2 separate regions of the Mus musculus genome follow, and region 2 is linked to region 1. A link is a contact called in public Hi-C data. All regions are on one chromosome and are shown on one strand. Each heading gives the region's core, a stretch centred on a gene start, on an enhancer-like site or on the middle of the called end of the contact. The rest is flanking DNA. Distances are from core to core; before and after follow the strand shown. Region 1 holds the start of 6530411M01Rik (RIKEN cDNA 6530411M01 gene). Region 2 has its middle 130 kb from the start of 6530411M01Rik.

What was found. Hi-C and Micro-C count contacts between places; a contact is called where the count stands out from the background.
Region 2: a Hi-C map of cerebral cortex shows a contact between it and region 1, with 2.3 times the contacts expected there. The contact joins the enhancer-like site here to the promoter of 6530411M01Rik in region 1. A contact is called at or near these places in 5 of 484 Hi-C or Micro-C datasets (cerebral cortex, cortical neurons and nephron progenitors), 3 of 115 datasets of contacts at active chromatin or transcription factors (embryonic stem cells and stem cell-derived neural progenitor cells) and 1 of 9 other capture datasets (embryonic stem cells).

Annotation. Positions count from the first base shown.
Region 1 is chr17:9,165,554-9,169,289 of GRCm38.p6, forward strand. 6530411M01Rik (RIKEN cDNA 6530411M01 gene) reads right to left here and starts at 2,469. Exons shown (of 3, transcript NR_027881.1): 1 at 1,734-2,469. It overlaps Gm52287 (a long non-coding RNA gene), which reads left to right. Exons shown (of 2, transcript XR_003952250.1): 2 at 1-3,736.
Region 2 is chr17:9,299,290-9,303,268 of GRCm38.p6, forward strand. No RefSeq gene overlaps it. Among named protein-coding and RNA genes, the nearest start is that of 6530411M01Rik, 130 kb to the left of the region's middle. Within about 2 kb of position 2,107, at least 21 of the 459 cell types and tissues checked have an H3K27ac peak or open chromatin away from gene starts, as enhancers often do. A contact at or near this core is called in cerebral cortex and cortical neurons, where this site is marked.

The DNA.
Region 1 (3,736 bases), core at 1,219-3,718:
TTTGCAGTAAGTCTAGGCGCACCCTCTTCCATTGAGGCAGCCCAGTCAGAGGAAAGGCATCCAAAGACAGGCAATGTATTCAGAGATAGACCCTGCTCCTGCATTAGGAGTTCCAACATGAAGACCCAGCTACACAATAGTTACATACATGTAGGGAGCCTAAGTCCACCCCATACATACTCTCTGGTTGGCAGTTTAGTCTCCACGAGCCCCAGTGGGCCCAGGTGAGTTCACTCTGTAGGTTTTCTTGTTCAACCTGACATTTCTATTAGTGATTCTCAGAGGTGGCCTAATTTGATGGCTGAACACAGTTTGGATCCAAACACATCCTGGAGCAAAGTTGTAACTAAAAGTGCAAGCTGAACAGCCTGAGCCTCCATCCCTCCTTTTCCTGGCAGTGACAAGGTCTGTGATGTGTGCCAGGCACCATGGAATGAGTAAGACACCGGCAGAGCTTGGTGTTAACACTGTCTGCTATGACCTACCACTTTTATGTTTGTTTCTTTATTGTTCTTTGAGTTCTATCATATTTGACTTCACTTTCAAAACATTAGTGAACCCAGCAGAGCACACACTTCCCAGAGCCTCTGAGTTTTGCTCTGTTTTCTAGGATTTCTTGATCCACAGTCATCACAGCGGGGCTCCATTCCTGTTTCTTCCCATCATGGAGAACAGGGAGAGCTTATTTTTCTCTATAAATTATTTTTTTTTCTAAATCAAATCTACAAAGATTAAAAGATGTAATGAACATTAATAGCGGTTCAGCGCGTCAGTGTTTTATAGTCTGGGGACGGTCAAATTATTTGTTTATCTTTTGCTGCTGTGTTGTTTGGTTTTCAAACATGGTCTCAAATCTTAAAACAGACTAACCTGAAAGTTACTGGTCATCCAGGCTGACCTTTAACTGTGAGGCATTCACTTCTCTTAACTGGGTGAGTCCTGGAATTACCACGAGGCTTGTATCACCATGCTTACTCCATTCATTTTGTGAAAGCATTTTGATTATACATATACAACACACTCACACATACAGAACACACACATCTATATACATATATACACACATGTAAGTATGTGTATATATATTCATATACACATACACATATTAACCATTATGGTATTAATACAGGTGCTATCATTTCTACTGCTGAGAACGGAGCCCAGAAAAATATGAATATAGACCAATATTAAAATATAGATAAACTTATTATCCTTATATCTAAATATTATCTACACATACACATTCACACATGCACACTACTCCATAAGAAATGGCAGCCATTTAAAGGTAATATGTGAGATGCTTTATGAAAAAATATAGACACAGCCCATGCATCAACATTCCTCATACATGTATATGTACATAATCAAGGAGTTTACGTGAAAAATGCAAAATACAGAAAATACTGCTCTGGGTGGGTTTCATCTAGAATCCTTTTGCGTTCACACATTTCTCTAATTTCACATCGTATGATTCTGATAACAAAACAAAGGATAGACTCATTTCAGAAGCACCATTTTAGAAAAAGGTCATCTGCTCTGATAATTCTGTTCAGAAATGAACGGGGTCGGGGGTTTGGGGGTGTGGCCCACATGACACATTTCTAGGGCTCTTTTGTGCTTGATTTTGTCCCTCTGAGACAGCACAGTGGGCAGAGGAGCCCAAAGGGAACAGGCACAGCACACTCAGAGTTCCCCTCCCCCACTTTGCTCTCTGAAACTCTGCAGCCAACCTTATTGAATTCCTCGTAGCGATCCTGCCCAGTGCCCCGCTGTGGCCCAGCTGCTTTCCGGCACCCTCTCTGATAACAGAGAGAGGGCGCCCCACACCTGCTTCTGAGACTGGCTCCTTAGGGATGTTACTGTTGCCTCCTGGATCCTGTGCATGCTTGAGAAGGATCCCCGGAACGAGACATTATTATTTTCTCTTTTCTTCGCGGAAAAGAGGCTAAAAATAGGCACAGAAGCACCTTACAGCCTCCAGGCTAGTGGCTGGAAAGTCACCGTTCAGAGGTTAACGCGCCAGCATTAAGACAAAGTAAAGTAGCGAGCGCTCGCGATGTCACGGACTTGCAGAGTAAATAGGGGAGACAGGCTGCTCTGACGTGCTGAATTTATGAACTTTACTGTTCTGCTCCACCCAGAGCGCTCCCCTGCACTCATGGGATGCTGTTGCTGCATTTGCAAGCCACTGTCTCTTTCACCTCTGAGGCGCTGCATTTGCAAGCCACTGTCTTTCACCTCTGAGGCCTGGGAACCACAGCTCCCCTGGGGTCGCTCCTTGCATGGCTTCCGGAGCCTCCAGGGATCTTCAGGTCTCTCCAGGAACAATGCTGTGAGCCCGAAACTGCATTGTCTCAGCCGGATGTTTTGAGGAGGATCCAGGGCACGTTTGCCAGCTTCTAAACAGCATAGCACAACAGCCCCGCTTCTGTGAGTCTCTGCTTTGTGAATCTGCTTTCTGGACTTGTCCTTGCTCAGCACCCAAATTAGCTTAACAAGCTACGGAAATCTCAGCTCGACCTGGAGGCAGCAGTGGCAAGACAGAAACAGAGCTCCGAATCAATTGGCCAGAGGCGTGGGGGGTGGGGGAAGACAAAAGAAACATTGTGTCAAATTTATTTTCTGTACTCTTGGGATTGCAAGGAGAGCCTGAAAATGCTCACAGCGAGAGTGACTAGGGCCGGCTTGGATTTTTAGCTAAAATAAACCATATTCATGTCAAACTGCAAAGGGCACATTGGTTTACCGCGCGAGGGCAAAGAAGACAAACGGCGAAGTAGCGGCATCAAATAATGATCTGAAATTTACCACGGGTTCGCTCGGTACATCCTTCCCTAACTCGTGTATATTTCATTTAAATGTATCCATCAGTTTAAATAGGGCACTAGGTCCGTCCCGCCCTCCACCTGTGCTCTCAATGTTTCTCTGCGTGTCTGCCAGTTTGTGGGATGCCTGCAGCTAAGATGAATCAGAATACAAAGAGAGGGCTGACAGGTTCGTGTATGCCCAAGGTGAGCTGTGACCTAAAATGAGACTAGTTCTAAGGAAAGATGGATCACATGTGTCATGCATGCTGGACCAGCAGATGGCAGCAGAGCTCTGGGCTCCCACCACAGTGAAACTCCGTTCCCTCATCAGAGTGGTCCTATGTGCCCTCTGTGTCACTGACCCCAGAACAACATCTTTGATTTATAATCATACATGACTAGCATCTATCCCTTTTACTACAAATCTATGACATTAATTCAGAGGTCACCATTCTCTGAATGGGACATCCTGCTTACATAAAAAAGAAAAATAAAGTTTAAAGGCGTGGGGGAAATCACAGAACAAAATAGGGGGTATGTGTGTTTCCCCCGTCTTTGAGCTTCTTAGTCTATATTACCCCACAACCAAAACACAATATGTTGGTTGAAAGTGTTTTTTTTGCAACTAGTTCCTAGCATGAGGAAGCATAAGCCTTTAATTTCATCATCTGGGAAACAGAGACAGGAAGATGTCTGTGAGCTCAAGGCCAGCCTGGTTTGCATAATGAGTTCTGGGTCAGCCAGGTACAAAATGAGACCCTGTCTAACAACAAACAAACAAACAAACAACTCTTGCTTGGTTGACCATTCACAATCTCCCCATATTTAATAAAAATTTACCCCCAGAACTATTTTGAAATACCCTCTAACATAATATGATTAGAGATAGTGCCCAGAGCCAAATTTCACTTTGTCCTTAAAACCGC
Region 2 (3,979 bases), core at 857-3,356, 130 kb after region 1:
AGGGTCTGTCACCAAAGCAGAAGCTCACTGTTTTGGCTAGGCTGTGCGGCCAGAGGCCTCACAATGTTTATCATCCATCTCTCCCCCCCCCCACCCCCCATGCAATGCTGGGTTAGAGGCCTATGTGGCCATACCCAGCATTTTACCTGATGCCGGGAATTTGTTCTCAGGTCCTCATGCTTGTGCAGCAAGGGCTCTCGCTCACTAAGCCATCCGCCAGCCCCAGAGGTGGCCCGTGTAAAAAGTTAGAGCGTGCAATGAATTCTTTGAAGCAAAGATAGAAAAAGAAAACTTTAAATGAAATATTATTGTTACTATCATTGTGTGTTTTAATACATGGAGTCAGGGGACCCACTGTCCCCAAGGGGTTCAGCAATGACTATGCCTCTGGCCACAGTTATGCATTATCTCTAAGGCCATTTTTATTTTAAAGACACGTAGGAAATTCCTAAGTTCACACTGCCCTCAACCTATACACAGTATTTGTAATCTCTGGGCTCTACATGAACAAATCTTTTCATCTTGAAGACTCGTGTTCTCTACCCGCACTAGACTTCTTTCAATCTGGTACTTTATTCCCATGACTTTTTGTGGCTGCTAGTCACAATGGAAACTATTTAACCACATCAATAACCATGCAGAATGTCAGTCTTACAAGGAGATCCCAGACCATTACCCTCCTGTTGTCTAGATTCCTCTTAGTAGTCTTGTTTCTCCACATCTCCCTCAGCTCCTCTGTGTAAAGACTAGAGCTCATAGTTTGGAAGGATCGAGGTTTTCTGAAAGTTGTTGGTTATGTCCTAAGACATCCAGGAAATACAATTTGTGTTTTCCGACAGTGTATGTTCTCAACAGAAACATTCCTGATGGGCCATTACTAGAACTGTCTGAACACATTCTTGTTTATTTGTTCATACACTATATGTTAAATGTCTACAATCCACAGTGTTGTGTGCTTCGGTCAAACTATAAAGGCAACGGAGTCTAAAATATAGTTCATGTCACCAATGATAATTAGTTGAAAAGACAGACCACAGTCATAGCAGGGATTTGTTCATATATTCAATTCTAATATTTGAGCTACTACCCATAAAAAAGAACTTTAGCCATTGAAGTGTCTCATGTTGGTCTTATAGCTAAGTAAGAGTCTTTAACTTCTAATTGGATGTAATGAACATGACTTGTAGAATTGTACAACTGCCAAATATCAGAGTAGGGACCGCAATTCCATGTGACTAGGGCAGTGGTTTGAGTAACTAGAGGCCATGTGTATGTGCAGAGGCCAGGATGGGGCTGAGTTTGGTTGGAGTAGCCAAGCAGCTACATCCCCGTGTGTCAGGGAGCAATGAAGCCTTGTAACATAGGCTTGTCCTGAATCCGAATGTGGGGGTTGGGGAGGGATAGGCGATGAGGAATACCAGAAAACTGAGCTGTCAGTTATTCCTGAGTGTGATGATTGGTATTTGCCATCTGATGATCCCCTCCTCCTCAGAGGCTCTCCTAAACAAGGCAGAGGTCTGGGTTGATTGTGTAGTGGGTACACAGTTGGCTTACAGAATGTGATATGTGCATGAGGAAGTGGGAATGGGCAATCATGGATGGATCTCTCCAAATGTTGTCAGCCATCATCATTTCTAATCAGTGAAAGGCTTCTTTCACTGGAGTCTTTGGCCAAGAGTGGCTGGGCTCAGGGTGATTTACATATACCATGATACATATTTTATAAAACTGTAAGTAATTTTAATCCCAAATGTTGGACGGCTGTGATTTCCCACAAAGCTATAGAAATTTGGCTCAGCTCTCTGCAGGCACTGAGCTTCGAGGACACAGCTGGGCTTTCATGTTGGCCGGGTGCATTTTGCTCCCATAATTTGGAAAAACATTAGCAGCCCACTCTCAAACATTGGCCTGTTTTCTTGTCTCACACAATGGGAGCCTTCACATCTCTTCCAAAAGGCTTCTTCACAATCCCACACCCCCTTTTTTTTTTTTTTTTTTTTTGGAGGCTTCCTACAGAAAGTCACTCAGAGCCAAGGAGGCTTCCAGTGTGTCTGGGTTCCTGCTGAGAAGCAGCCATTGAAGGAAAACAGGACAGCAGCCCACTCTGTGTGTGAGATTTCAACGTTAACAACTGGCTCATCTCATTCGGAGGGAGGACAGTACAGTCAGGCTAGACTCAGGGTGGAAACACTGGCTGCTGCTTCTGTACCAGCCTGAGTGGCCCCTAGGCTCTACCTGCACATTTCGAACCTGAGATTATGAGTCATAGAGAAATATGCTTCTCGTGTTTATACTTTAAAAATCTGGCGAGTTGAAATGAAATATCACAGTTAAAACTCCAGGAGCTTTAAAATTGCTCAGAGGAGTGCATTTAAATGAACTTGGCAATGAAACATGAACTATTTAGTTCCCTGCTGCAGCAGAGCAAGCTCTCCTTTTATTGTTCAGATGTGTGTGTGGGGTCACCCTGTGAGAAGTCACTCCTGTGAATAGCTAGGCCCCTCAGATTTGCTGTTTGCTTTAATATTTTCTGATAATTATGTAATTAGTTCATCATGCTCCACGTTTCTCCACTAGCTACCCAGTATGTTTACCATGGGGACCTTCTGAAGTTCTGTGCGTAGAATTATTAAGAGAGGGACCATTTGCTGCCTCTCCCACAGAGTCTTTCGGAACTCAGGGGCACTTTTTTTTTCTCAACCACAGATGATGGTACCCTGAGGCCATTGCTGATTTCCCTCCCCTTCCCCCCTCCTCCTCCCCTCCCCCTCCCCCTCCCCCTTCCCCTTCCTCTTCCCTTCCTTTCTCCTTCCCTTCCCCTCCCCTTCTTTTGTCTCTCCTCTCTACCCCCCTCCATTATAGCACTGAACTCTCTACAATTTAATTTCAATTTAATTTTTGATCAGTCCTCATAATCTTGACTCCGATGTAGCACTTTCACATAACTTCATTCCCACTGCTATCTCAGGAGTGAGGAGGAGGTAGACACCCTTCCTCCGACTGACAGAAGGATGCTAAGACACATGCAGCAAACAACATAAAATGCAATTATAGGTTGAAGGTGACCCTAGCTAAGACATCTAGCAGTGGGGGAACCTGAACTGGCCATCTCTTCTTACTGGGTTGCTTAGTCCAGCCTTAATAGAAGAGGACATAACTAGTCTTACTGCAACTTGTTACACCCTCATGGTTGGTTCATATCCCTAGGGATCATACTCATCTCTGAAGGGAAACTGGAAGAGGAGTGGATGAGGAGGCGGAGAGAGGAACTTGGAAGAAAAAAAAATAAAAAGAAAAAAAAAGTGCAATTATAAAAAAATCTGTCAAGGAATTTGTGGAGACACTCCCAGTAGCATCTTAGAATTCCCCCTGATTTCAGGAAGGCAGATGAGAGAAACACTGAGTGGAAGGAGCAAGCCTGAAAAGGGGATTAGATTAATTAATTGAAACAAGAATTTGGCAGCAATCAAAACTATTCTAAAATCATGACATGTGCCCTGCAAAAAGCAAGTTGACCATGACTTAAGGTATTCAATTTATTATCATTTACTTGGTTCATTTTGGGGAAAATGAGGGCATTAGCTATATTATTACCCAAAATTGCCTACAAATTGCATTCTAGCACTTAACCCATGCTTCTGAACTTTATTCCTTGCCCACTTTTTAAAATTACTGACTCAGACTCCATCCTCTCTGGTATTATAGTAGCTGTGTAAGAATGATGAAAATGATTTGAAATTGTCACTACTAATGGCAGGACGACTTTTGTGGATAGCCTAGTGATGGCTGGGCAGCTCTGTGAAAGCAATGAAAAACAATAAACCATACACTAACAACAACAAAAAATGTTTTTTTTTAAATCACCTTCAATAGACATTCTGTATTGTTTAGCTGTTACCACCTCGAACTCCCTCAGCCTCTGGTGATCATTAATTAATTAAAAAATATTCTATACAGCTAATGTATATATAGTTTATAT